Regions from separate parts of the Pan troglodytes genome. Here region 2 is linked to region 1. Evidence: chromatin contacts called from public HiChIP or PLAC-seq data. All regions are on one chromosome and are shown on one strand. Each heading gives the region's core, a stretch centred on a gene start, on an enhancer-like site or on the middle of the called end of the contact. The rest is flanking DNA. Distances are from core to core; before and after follow the strand shown. Region 1 holds the start of ATP5PF (ATP synthase peripheral stalk subunit F6). Region 2 holds the start of APP (amyloid beta precursor protein).

What was found. HiChIP or PLAC-seq counts read pairs in DNA pulled down with a chosen protein or histone mark.
Region 2: a contact with region 1 is called in an H3K4me3 HiChIP or PLAC-seq map of stem cell-derived excitatory neurons, with 5 times the contacts expected there. The contact joins the promoter of APP here to the promoter of ATP5PF in region 1. A contact is called at or near these places in 1 of 7 Hi-C or Micro-C datasets (stem cell-derived neural progenitor cells) and 1 of 1 datasets of contacts at active chromatin or transcription factors (stem cell-derived excitatory neurons).

Annotation. Positions count from the first base shown.
Region 1 is chr22:26,518,726-26,523,664 of NHGRI_mPanTro3-v2.0_pri, forward strand. It overlaps ATP5PF (ATP synthase peripheral stalk subunit F6), which reads right to left and starts at 2,810. Exons shown (of 4, transcript XM_001158637.4): 1 at 2,671-2,810. It overlaps GABPA (GA binding protein transcription factor subunit alpha), which reads left to right and starts at 2,151. Exons shown (of 10, transcript XM_024352453.3): 1 at 2,151-2,254.
Region 2 is chr22:26,949,289-26,954,173 of NHGRI_mPanTro3-v2.0_pri, forward strand. APP (amyloid beta precursor protein) reads right to left here and starts at 2,470. Exons shown (of 18, transcript NM_001013018.1): 1 at 2,414-2,470. The coding sequence starts at 2,470. It overlaps LOC134809245 (a long non-coding RNA gene), which reads left to right and starts at 2,829. Exons shown (of 3, transcript XR_010154489.1): 1 at 2,829-2,901.

The DNA.
Region 1 (4,939 bases), core at 1,560-4,059:
AAAAATACAAAATTAGCTGGGAGTGGTGGCACATGCCTGTAATCCCAGCTACTCAGGAGGCTGAGGCAGGAGATTCCTTGAACCCAGGAGGCGGAGGTTGTGGTGAGCCAAGATTGCGCCACAGCACTCCTCCACCCTGGGCAACAAGAGTGAAACTCTGTCTCAAAAAAAAAAAAAAAAAAAAAAAAGAAATCCTACTATCAATGCAATCAACAAAATATGCTTCACCTGACAGAACGAAAGCAAACTGTTTGAAGAAATTAAAAAATTCATAACATATCACTTTTATACCCCATCAGGGAAAAATACTTGAGAAAAGACTACAAGCAAACAACAAATGACCTCACAAGGTCATGTGCCACTTATTATCATTCCTATGTTTAAACACACAGAAACTGAGGATTAGAAGTATCTGGTCAAAGTGGTCGGGTGCGGTGGCTCACGCTTGTAATCCCAGCACTTTGGGAGGCCGAGGCGGGCAGATCACGAGGTCAGGAGATCGAGACCATCCTGGCTAACACGGTGAAACCCGGTCTCTACTGAAAAATACAAAAAATTAGCCAGGCGTGGTGGCGGGCACCTGTAGTCCCAGCTACTCCGGAGGCTGAGGCAGAAGGGCGTGAACCTGGAAAGTGGAGCTTGGAGTGAACGGAGATCGTGCCACTGCAATCCAGCCTGGGCGACAGAGCGAGACTCTGTCTCAAAAAAAATCTGGTCAAAGTTACACAGCAAAATCTAACTTAACACATATATGCAAAAAAAAAAAAAAATTGTGTAATTCAATGCCACTTTCCCTTCTGGCAAGCTAAGGACATGCTTAACATTCAGCAATAGGTTCACCCGACATTTGCTTAGCCCTAGATACTGTGCAAAGTACTTCCATACATATCCTTTCCTTGTACCCTTACAGCAATACTCTCAAAGAGTTAAAGGAAAGTGTTCTTATCCCTGCTTTACAGATGATAAAACTGTATCTAAGAAAGATTAAGCTGCACGTATTCACACAGTTAATTTGCTCTAAGTCTGACTGCATAGATGTTACTCCTTCTGCAACACGGGTAAAATCCACTTTCATTGTTTCAATTATCCACCATGTAAGTGCCTATGATTCCCCAATCGCATTTCTAATTTTAGTATTCATCCTGAGCCCCAAATCTATCCACAGCATTCAACAGTTCTCATCTCCCTTATAAGTCCTACGAACTCATCCAAAAAACGAACACATAATCCCATATCAAAACTTGTTCCGTCTGCTGTAATCCCTTTCATTTTTTTCCACTGATTAGTGAATGCATATTGTCCACTGAAACGCAGAAGATAGTCATTACACAAATAGCTGTGAAATACCACCTGACATAAATTCTCTATTCCAGTACCATCGGGTGCCACGAGAGCATATGATAGCGTCTGACATGATCAGAAAGACTGGGGAAGGCAACAGTAAGAAAACACTAGTCTGAGCAGAGGCCTTGTTCTGGGTGGGAGCATGGTTCTCCTATTTATAGTGATGACCGACCGGCCAAAGGTTAGTAGGTTCGCTGCCTCTTCAGTGCATATTCCTATGAACAATCCATAAAGTCGCCTAATGAAGTGTTAGCACCATCGTTTTTAGGTGGGATGCAAACTTTCAAGATTATGACTAATTTTTTCCCTCTTAATGGTACACGTTCTGCCTAAGTAGCCTAGACGCTCCCGTGCGCCCGGGGCGGGTAGGCCTGGCCGAAAATCTCTCCCGCGCGCCTGACCTTGGGTTGCCCCAGCCAGGCTGCGGGCCCGAGACCCCCGGGCCTCCCTGCCCCCCGCGCCTCCCCGATTTGCCCTCAGAGAGGGTATCGATCTTATTTCTGGGTCTACGGCAAACTCCAAGGTCTACAAACGTAGAGGTCAGCTGTGACCCCGGGCCAGGCCGTGAAGGTCCCCAGGACACAGAGCTGCTCTCTCCTCCTAGTAAAGGTGAGAGGCAGCCCAGGCCTCGTGAAAAAACCCAGAACTGGAGTCCCAAAAGGCCACGCTGATCTAGCTACCCTCCCAGTCACCTTGCACTCAGTCCCGAGCTGCCAAAGCCTCCGCCGCCACCACCTCCGCTCTACTTCCGGCCCTGGCTCCGCCCCCACACGCCTACCCGCCATCGCAATGCATTATGGGCCGCCGTTTCAGTCGGTCGACGCTCACCGGACAGGAAGCGTCTCGGAGACAGTCTGCGACCGGACGGGTCTAGGTGAGACAGAAGCCAAACAGGAGGAGGAAGTGGAGGGTAAGTGCTTCCGGGTCCCCTGGCACAGCCTCCGCCATCTTTTCTTCGCCTAATTTGACCCGTTCTTTTTCCCCTCCCTGAAACCTTGCTCTGTACGCATGCGCTCTTTGACTGGCCTTTCCCCTAGTTCAAGCTCCCCTCCGAGTCAGCGTCCTGTTCGTTAGGGTTATCGAAGTGTATAATGGTGCAGGGAAAGTGAGACTGTGTAAAACAAAGCGGATTGGGGCGTTGTGCTTCCTTGTGCCTCGTGAGCCTGCGTTGCCTTGGGCGGTCGTTTTGCGCACCCTGCCGGGAGTTGTAGTCCTGGACCCGAAGGTGCCTGGGAGGCGGGAGGGGGGTTGGGGCTTCTCAGCGCCGATTCCGCGGGAAGGGCCCTGGGGCCTCACACTTCTAGTCGCGGGAGCTGCAGGTCTTACCCGGAGAGACGCTGCACGTGGAGCCCTCGCCGCTGCCGTTCTCAGCCGGCTCTGGAGTGCGGGCGGGGGCGACAGGGCCGATTCCGGAGCGGGTGAGTGCGGCCGCCGGGGAGGAGGGGAGCGCGGGCCCTCGCGGGCCGGCCTCGTTCCGGGGCCTTTTCCCCCACAAGGGCCCCCCCCGCGGCCGCCTCTGTGTTTTGTTTCCGCTGGTCCCCGGCGCTGTGACTCCCATTTCCGTTCGTGGAGACTTGAGGGAGCCGGGTGGGGAGGGGCGGGAGAGGCTGTGCGGGGAGCGAAGGGGAGGGGCGGGGGCCAGCGGCCTGGAGCCCGGGGGGACCGGGCACCGCCGGGACCCGTGCCGGACGGGTCGCCTGTCGCCGCTCCCCCCTTTCCGCGTCCCCTCCTCGCCCGTCCGCACGCCTCAGCAGTCTCAGCCTGCTCAGCTGGGATGTGGTCCTGACGCCCCCGAGATTTTAAGAGCAAAATGCAGACCCTGTCTCATCGCGGGACTCAGCGATTCACTCATTTCAAATCCGCTCTCTTTATAGAACACACACACCAGAATCATTTATCAGCGTATATGGTAGCCATCTGGGTTTGTTTTTTTTGTTTTTAAGCAAGGAAGTAAACCAAGGAGATAACAATGGGTTGTCTACTTGGAAATTTTTTTGTGTACTAGAAGACACGCTGTATGTGCGTGTTTGGATTTAGGGACCCCGTTTTGATCAGGTTAGCGGACCGAGAGGACATGCCTAATATTGCATTGCAAGATGATTAGAAATTTAGAAATAAAATTCATTTCATAAGTAGTTTCCACTAATAGCAGTAGGTCTGACTCGTGAGAAGAGCAAAGATTTAGCAGGATTCACTTGAGCGAATTGTAGAACGAGGCGGTGATAACATTTTTCGGTAGTGTTATCTTGAACTTCAGAAGAAACCGCTCAACTCTTTAGCAACTGCTTGAGGGACTAGCCTGTCTCTCAGGGTTCCATCCAGGCTTTCCAAGCTTCTTTATTTTTAGACATACAGTGACGCTGAGTGGACTTCAAGTCAATTTTACCTGAATTGTGTATACAAGATCATCTGTCATGAGGCATGTATAGTAATGAAGTAATTAAATCATGAGCTAGATGTTAGGTTGAAGCAAATCATCAGACCGAGTACTAAATTAAAACTGTTGACTTTAGCCTTCCCTCAACTCTTTATATATAAAACTCCAAACCTACAGAAGAATTGGGGAAAAAATCATGCAGTGAACACGCAGATACCCTTCACCTGAGGGTCCCAACTGTTAATCTTTCACTGTATGTGCTTTCTCTTTTTATATTACATAGATATGTATGCTTTGCTTTTTCTTAACTGCTACCTTTATTTTTGAAAATAAAAATGTCTTTTAATTTCCTCAGACACAGAAAAGCATTTGATAACTTAGGAAAATGTGCAGTTAATCTCGCAGGTACCCCCACACTCCACTTATAATATATTGGGAACAAAATGTTCTAAGCTCTGTAATAATGCTCTCCAATGAAGGACAATTCTCAAATTTATCTGTAGTTTCAAAAGGGAATGTTACACCTGTCTGTATTTTAAAAGACACTAGCCGTTCCCAGAATTTTTCGTTAAATTCAAGTTTAGTTTGTATCCCATCTTGTGAAACATTCCGAACCCCAGGTTGGATTTAATCCAGCAGAACCAGAGTGTCAAAGTATATGAAATTGTTCTGTGCAGTTCTGGCGGGGGCAGCCCTTAGACGGAGAAACTGCAAGTAATTTTCTCTCAGTTTTCCTAAGTATTGACATAGAAGCCTGAGGAATTGGTTTCAGAAAAAGAGATAAGACTCACTCAAAAACTGATATGAAAGATTTGGACTATTTCTCAAATCTCTGTTTTGCTTCTCTGGACTAAGCATAGAGAACCAGGAGAGAAAGAAAGATTTAAGAGACTGAGTAATATTTTTTGACAGATCATTTAAGAAACTGAGTAATTTTTTTTTTCTCCAAAAGGGCATGGGTTTTTGTTTTGTTTTGTTTTTTTCTCTATTTGGCACTTTCTAGGGATTGGTCTATAAATTTTTTGAAAGATCATAGGATAAATTTCTTTGTAGCAACTTCCTATTTTAGTGTTTATGTTAGGGGAGCCCCAGGTGTCCCTGCTGATACGCCATTAGGGCCACTTCTCAGCCTCTGGCTACATCATAATGCTTTTTTTTTTCTATCTTGCCAAAGTTTCCAGAAAATTTATGTTTTCTAATTTTAAAAAAATTGGTTGT
Region 2 (4,885 bases), core at 1,220-3,719, 430 kb after region 1:
GATTAGGGTTTGTTAAACTCACACCTCTATCAACATACCAGCCAAAATCATCAACCCAGATAATAACCATGTTTCCCCCGATAGCCAAGGCCCCACTATCATTGCCCTTATTCATTTCTTTTCTACAGCCACCTGCAGCAGACCTATTTTCTAAGCTCTATAAAAGACAGTCAACTCGTAATTACATCTTTTCAGTGGACACAGAGAGAACCAGATAAACCACCCTCAAACCTCAGTAGACTGAATTACCTACCCTTCTACCAACACTTCGCAAAATGGCATAATGTGAATCTCACCTCCACCCTTTAAAGGAGTTAACAATAGCTACTGAAAAGGTCCCAAAAGATGGCAGAAAGAGCAAATTAATGCAATTAAACAGACCAAAAACTAAATTCGAATCTGCCTACATGCTTCCTCTTTTTATACAGAAAGAAATATTGCTCAACAAAGTTACTATTTAAGTTTTGACAAAAGCTTCAAAAATACGGTTATCATATGCTTTTAATTCCTTAAACGTATGGTTTTTAATCTGTAGTAAGACCATTCGGGAAAACTGGAATAATTCTACAAATAAATGTAAGTAAGTCATGAGAGAAATCAGAATTCTCTTAGTTAAGTGCATTTTTTTAAAACATGGAAAACGAAATTCTTTAACTCTTAAAACAACCTGTCTTAACTAGCCCTAAGGTGATTCCTGAGCCACTTGTGGGTAAAAATCAGAAGAGAAAAAAGTTCAATGACCTTGCAAATTAGAAACTAAAAAACTAATGGTGTGATAGTCTGTACAGCCTCAGTGGAATTACAGGAAAACATCTGTCCGGAAATTGCTTTTTTTCTTTTGGAAAATTACTAGGAGGCTGGGGGAAAAGAGGGGAAAAACGGGGAAGGAAGGTTGCAAATGTTAAGATGCCAAACAGGAGCCCAACCGAAGTGAAATACAGCCTCCTCTGGCCCAACTGTCATGCAAACAACTTCTAAGCATCTTCAGATGTAAAGAAAAACAGTCATTGTGCACGGGCGTTAGCTGAATGTTCGAGAGTTGGATGAATGGGGAAGACTTGTTATACACCTAGTGGTGGGTGGATTTCACTAGGCTGCAGCCTCCACACAGCTTTTCTTTGCTGCACTGCAGAGGCGCCATCTTCTCCGTCTTAATCTTCACTCAATTCGATCCTTTTATCTGCACCCTAAAAAAAAGACCCTTCGGACCCTCCCCAGCATCCTGTGCCCCCAGGGGAACTAAACCAGAGTCCCCAGAGCTGCCAGGGAAGAGGCCGCGCCTTAATCAGACAAACGCCTCCTTGGATGCACAGGACAGAGCCCGTGCCTCCCCACCATCCGCCACTGCCCTTTCCAGACGCACATCCCACTCTCCGCCTCATTTCCTCCCCGCCAAGGACTTTACAGCCCGGCACAGAATTAAGCCTCGGAGGTGATCCGAGGGTGGGAAGCAGAGGAGCCCCGAGGCTCCGCCAGAGGCCCCGGCAGCGTCTCTGCCCCCTCCCAGGCGGACGCGCCGCGCCGGGAAGGGAGCCGGGCGGGAGCCTCGGTGGCGCACTGAGACTAACGCGGCTCGGCCCACGGCGAGGGCGGGGTGTCGCGGCTTTTGTTCCCGCGGACCTTCTGCCTCTCAGACAGAAGCTTAGGGTGCGAGCGAACTCCCGGGACGTCCAGACTTGGGGAAGGCGCGGGGTGGCTATGGGTCTCCGACCCCTCCCATTTCTCGCAAGTTACACAAAAGGGAGACGCGGAAATGCACAAAGTTTGCTTGTGGAAGGCGGTGCGCGACCCCGACGCCGGCTCGGGCTAGGGTCGCACCCAGGCAGCCGCCGCCAGCAGCCGCGAAAGGAGGTTGGAGCAAGGAAGGGGGATGGGGGTGAGAGAGGAAGGTGAAACGAGGCGGAGAACGCAGGGAAAAGCGAGGGGCTCCTAGCTTCCTGGGCTGTCCCGACTCCTCCTCCTCCCCAGGGCCCAAGAGAAAGGAAAGGGCAACGATTCAAGAGCGGAGGACTGGCTTCAGGGACGCTGCGTTTTCGGTTTTCCCCACGTGCTCCTTCCCCCTTCCCCCCCGTCTGAATATCTCTCGCCTCCCCCGACCCCCGCTTCCAAGGCAGGGACTAAGTCGGGGTCTGGGCTCAGGGTCGCCCCCTACCCTTCTCGCCCCGGGCTGGCGCTGAACCAGGGAGACCAGCGCCTCGCCCGCTCCCTCTCCGCGGGCCGGAGCGCGACTCCCTGGGGCAGGGCTGGGCCGAAAGCGGGGATGCGCGGGACGTCCGCAAGCGGGGGCGGAGAGGAGAGGGGTCCCCTTGACGGACCCCCGGCTTCTCTGCATTAAAGACTTGGGTTAAGGTCTTGGGGGGTATCGCGTCCCCACCGTGCAGCCTCCCCCCGCCTTCCGAGGCGCGGCACCCACCTCCAGCGCCCGAGCCGTCCAGGCGGCCAGCAGGAGCAGCGCCAAACCGGGCAGCATCGCGACCCTGCGCGGGGCACCGAGTGCGCTGCTGTGCGAGTGGGATCCGCCGCGTCCTTGCTCTGCCCGCGCCGCCACCGCCGCCGTCTCCCGGGGCCCCCGCGCACGCTGCTCCGGGTGCTCTCGCCTACCGCTGCCGAGGAAACTGACGGAGCCGGAGCGCGGCGGCGGGGCTCAGAGCCAGGCGAGTCAGCTGATCCGGCCCACCCCGCTCGGCACCCGAGAGAGACCCCTAGCGGCGCCGCCGGGGAACTGCGCCCGCTCGCGCCGGGAGGGGCCCTCGCGCCCCGCGCCCACAGGTGCAGCGCCCTTGGCGCCGCCTGCACCCCACGCGCCCCCTCCGCTCCCCGGCCGACGGCCCACCTGGGCTTCGTGAACAGTGGGAGGGAGAGTCTGGGGCCAGGAGAGGGACGGTGCAGGATCAGGGAAAGGTGAGTCCTAGGACGCCGAGGCTCTAGAAAAGTCGAGAGCGCTCCTGCTCGTCCCCGTGAGCTTGAATCATCCGACCCCGCAGGCCTCCCGGGGGTGTCGTATAAAGGACTGCTGCTAGGGTGCGTTTTTATCCGCATTTCGTTTTTTCTCTCGGTTTGGAGAGGTGGGGCAGGCGTTTCTGGAAGAGAATGAGAACGAGTGAAGCTTAAAGGAAATAGGATTTTCTTTGCTTGTTGAGACAGCAAAACCTCATTTTTTAACCCCCAACGTCAAAAGCAGCCACGAGCAACCTGGAATTTCTATCTTTAGAACGAACCAAAGGAGCAAGGCGCAGGACCTGGCAAAGAAGCGGGCAACCCATTTACTTCTTCTTGAAAGCAGGGTTCTGGGCTTGGGTTTTGTTTCTTTCTTATATTTTTGTTTGTTTTTGGTTTTGTTTTGTTAAAGGGGGTGGTCAGTGTGGATTTTGCGGGGCGGGGGGTCTTTTTTTGTTGTTAAGCAGGGATGTAACATCCGTCTGAGTTGGGGAAGAAGGAAAAATTAGGAGAGATCATTCGTATTCGACCCCCGTAAATGAGGACTTCTGACCTCAAACGCTGCCCTTGTTCTTCATTGTGTCTGTCCTGAATTATAGAAATGAACCTTCTGCCATGCCACTTTCTCCTGGATTAAACACGAACCGTCCACTGTCCAGTTAGTGTCCAGATAGTTTAGAATGCTCTAGAACTGCCCAGATGTATCCCCTGCTCTTGACCTGAAGTAGCATTTAGTTACCAAGCCACAGCCCACTCCACACAGGGCTTGGAGCGAAGGACTGAAGCCAGGGAGTGCTCTGGCCCTTCTGAGGGCTGCACTGCAGCCTGCCTTCTCTCCCCTGCTCATTGCGCTGACAAGGGTGCCTAGGCCCGGGAAGGATGGCTCAGCCAGCGGGGTACAGACTTCCTTCCTGGGAAGTCATTTCTGTACCAGCTCCCCTAAATGTTGTCTTGTGTGTCTTTTCCCGCACTAGGCATTCAGTCTTGACTCTTGGATTACTTTTACCCCTGAATGTCCTTTGGATGTCCTCAACAAATAAGGACAAATATTTTTTGTCATGCAGTATTTGTTTATACGCTTCATGTCATTTACTTCCTACAAAAGCCAAAGAGGCTGTTACTATTATTCCTATTTATACATCAGGAAAATGAAGCTAATGAACTCCCAAATCTAACAGCAAGTAAGTGACATGAAGTTGGGACAGCAGGGAAAAGCCTAAAGTGACAGGACAAACCCAGTTGTTCACTTTCTGCACCACATTTACCCACCGCAATTCCGTATTTGTTCCCGGTCTGCATGAGCAAATAAGGCAAAAAAGAAGGTATCTGAATGCAAAGAGAAGCGTGGTCCAAAGCTACAAATCTTGCAGAGTCCACTGCAAAAATGCAAACGTGAGACCCTTTGTTACATTATTAAGAATTTTAAGGCCGGGCCTGGTGGCTCATGCCTGTAATCCCAGCACTTTAGGAGGCCCAGGTGGGCAGATCACCTGAGGTCAGGAGTTCTAGACCAGCCTGGCCAACATGGTGAAACCCCCATCTCTACTAAAAATGCAAAAATTAGCCGAGCGTGGTTACTCATGCCTGTAATCCCAGCTACTCCAGAGGCTGAGGCAGGAGAATCGCTTGAACCTGGGAGGCAGAGGTTGCAGTGAGCCAAGATTGTGCCATTGCACTCCAGCCTGGGCGACAGAGCGAGACTCCACCTCAAAAAAAAAGAAAAAAAATTAAATTAAGAATTTTAAGATGGCAATGGCAGAGCGTTAAACCAAGCATGGGGCTCCTCCCACCGCAGGGCCTGTGAGACTCTCCAGGGTTGCATGCCCATGAAGCCAGCCCTGGGAACGAGGAGGCAACTTTAAGAGTGAGAGACTTTTCTTTGGGAGGCTGAGGCGGGCGGATCACGAGGTCAGGAGATCAACACCATCCTGGCTAACACGGTGAAACC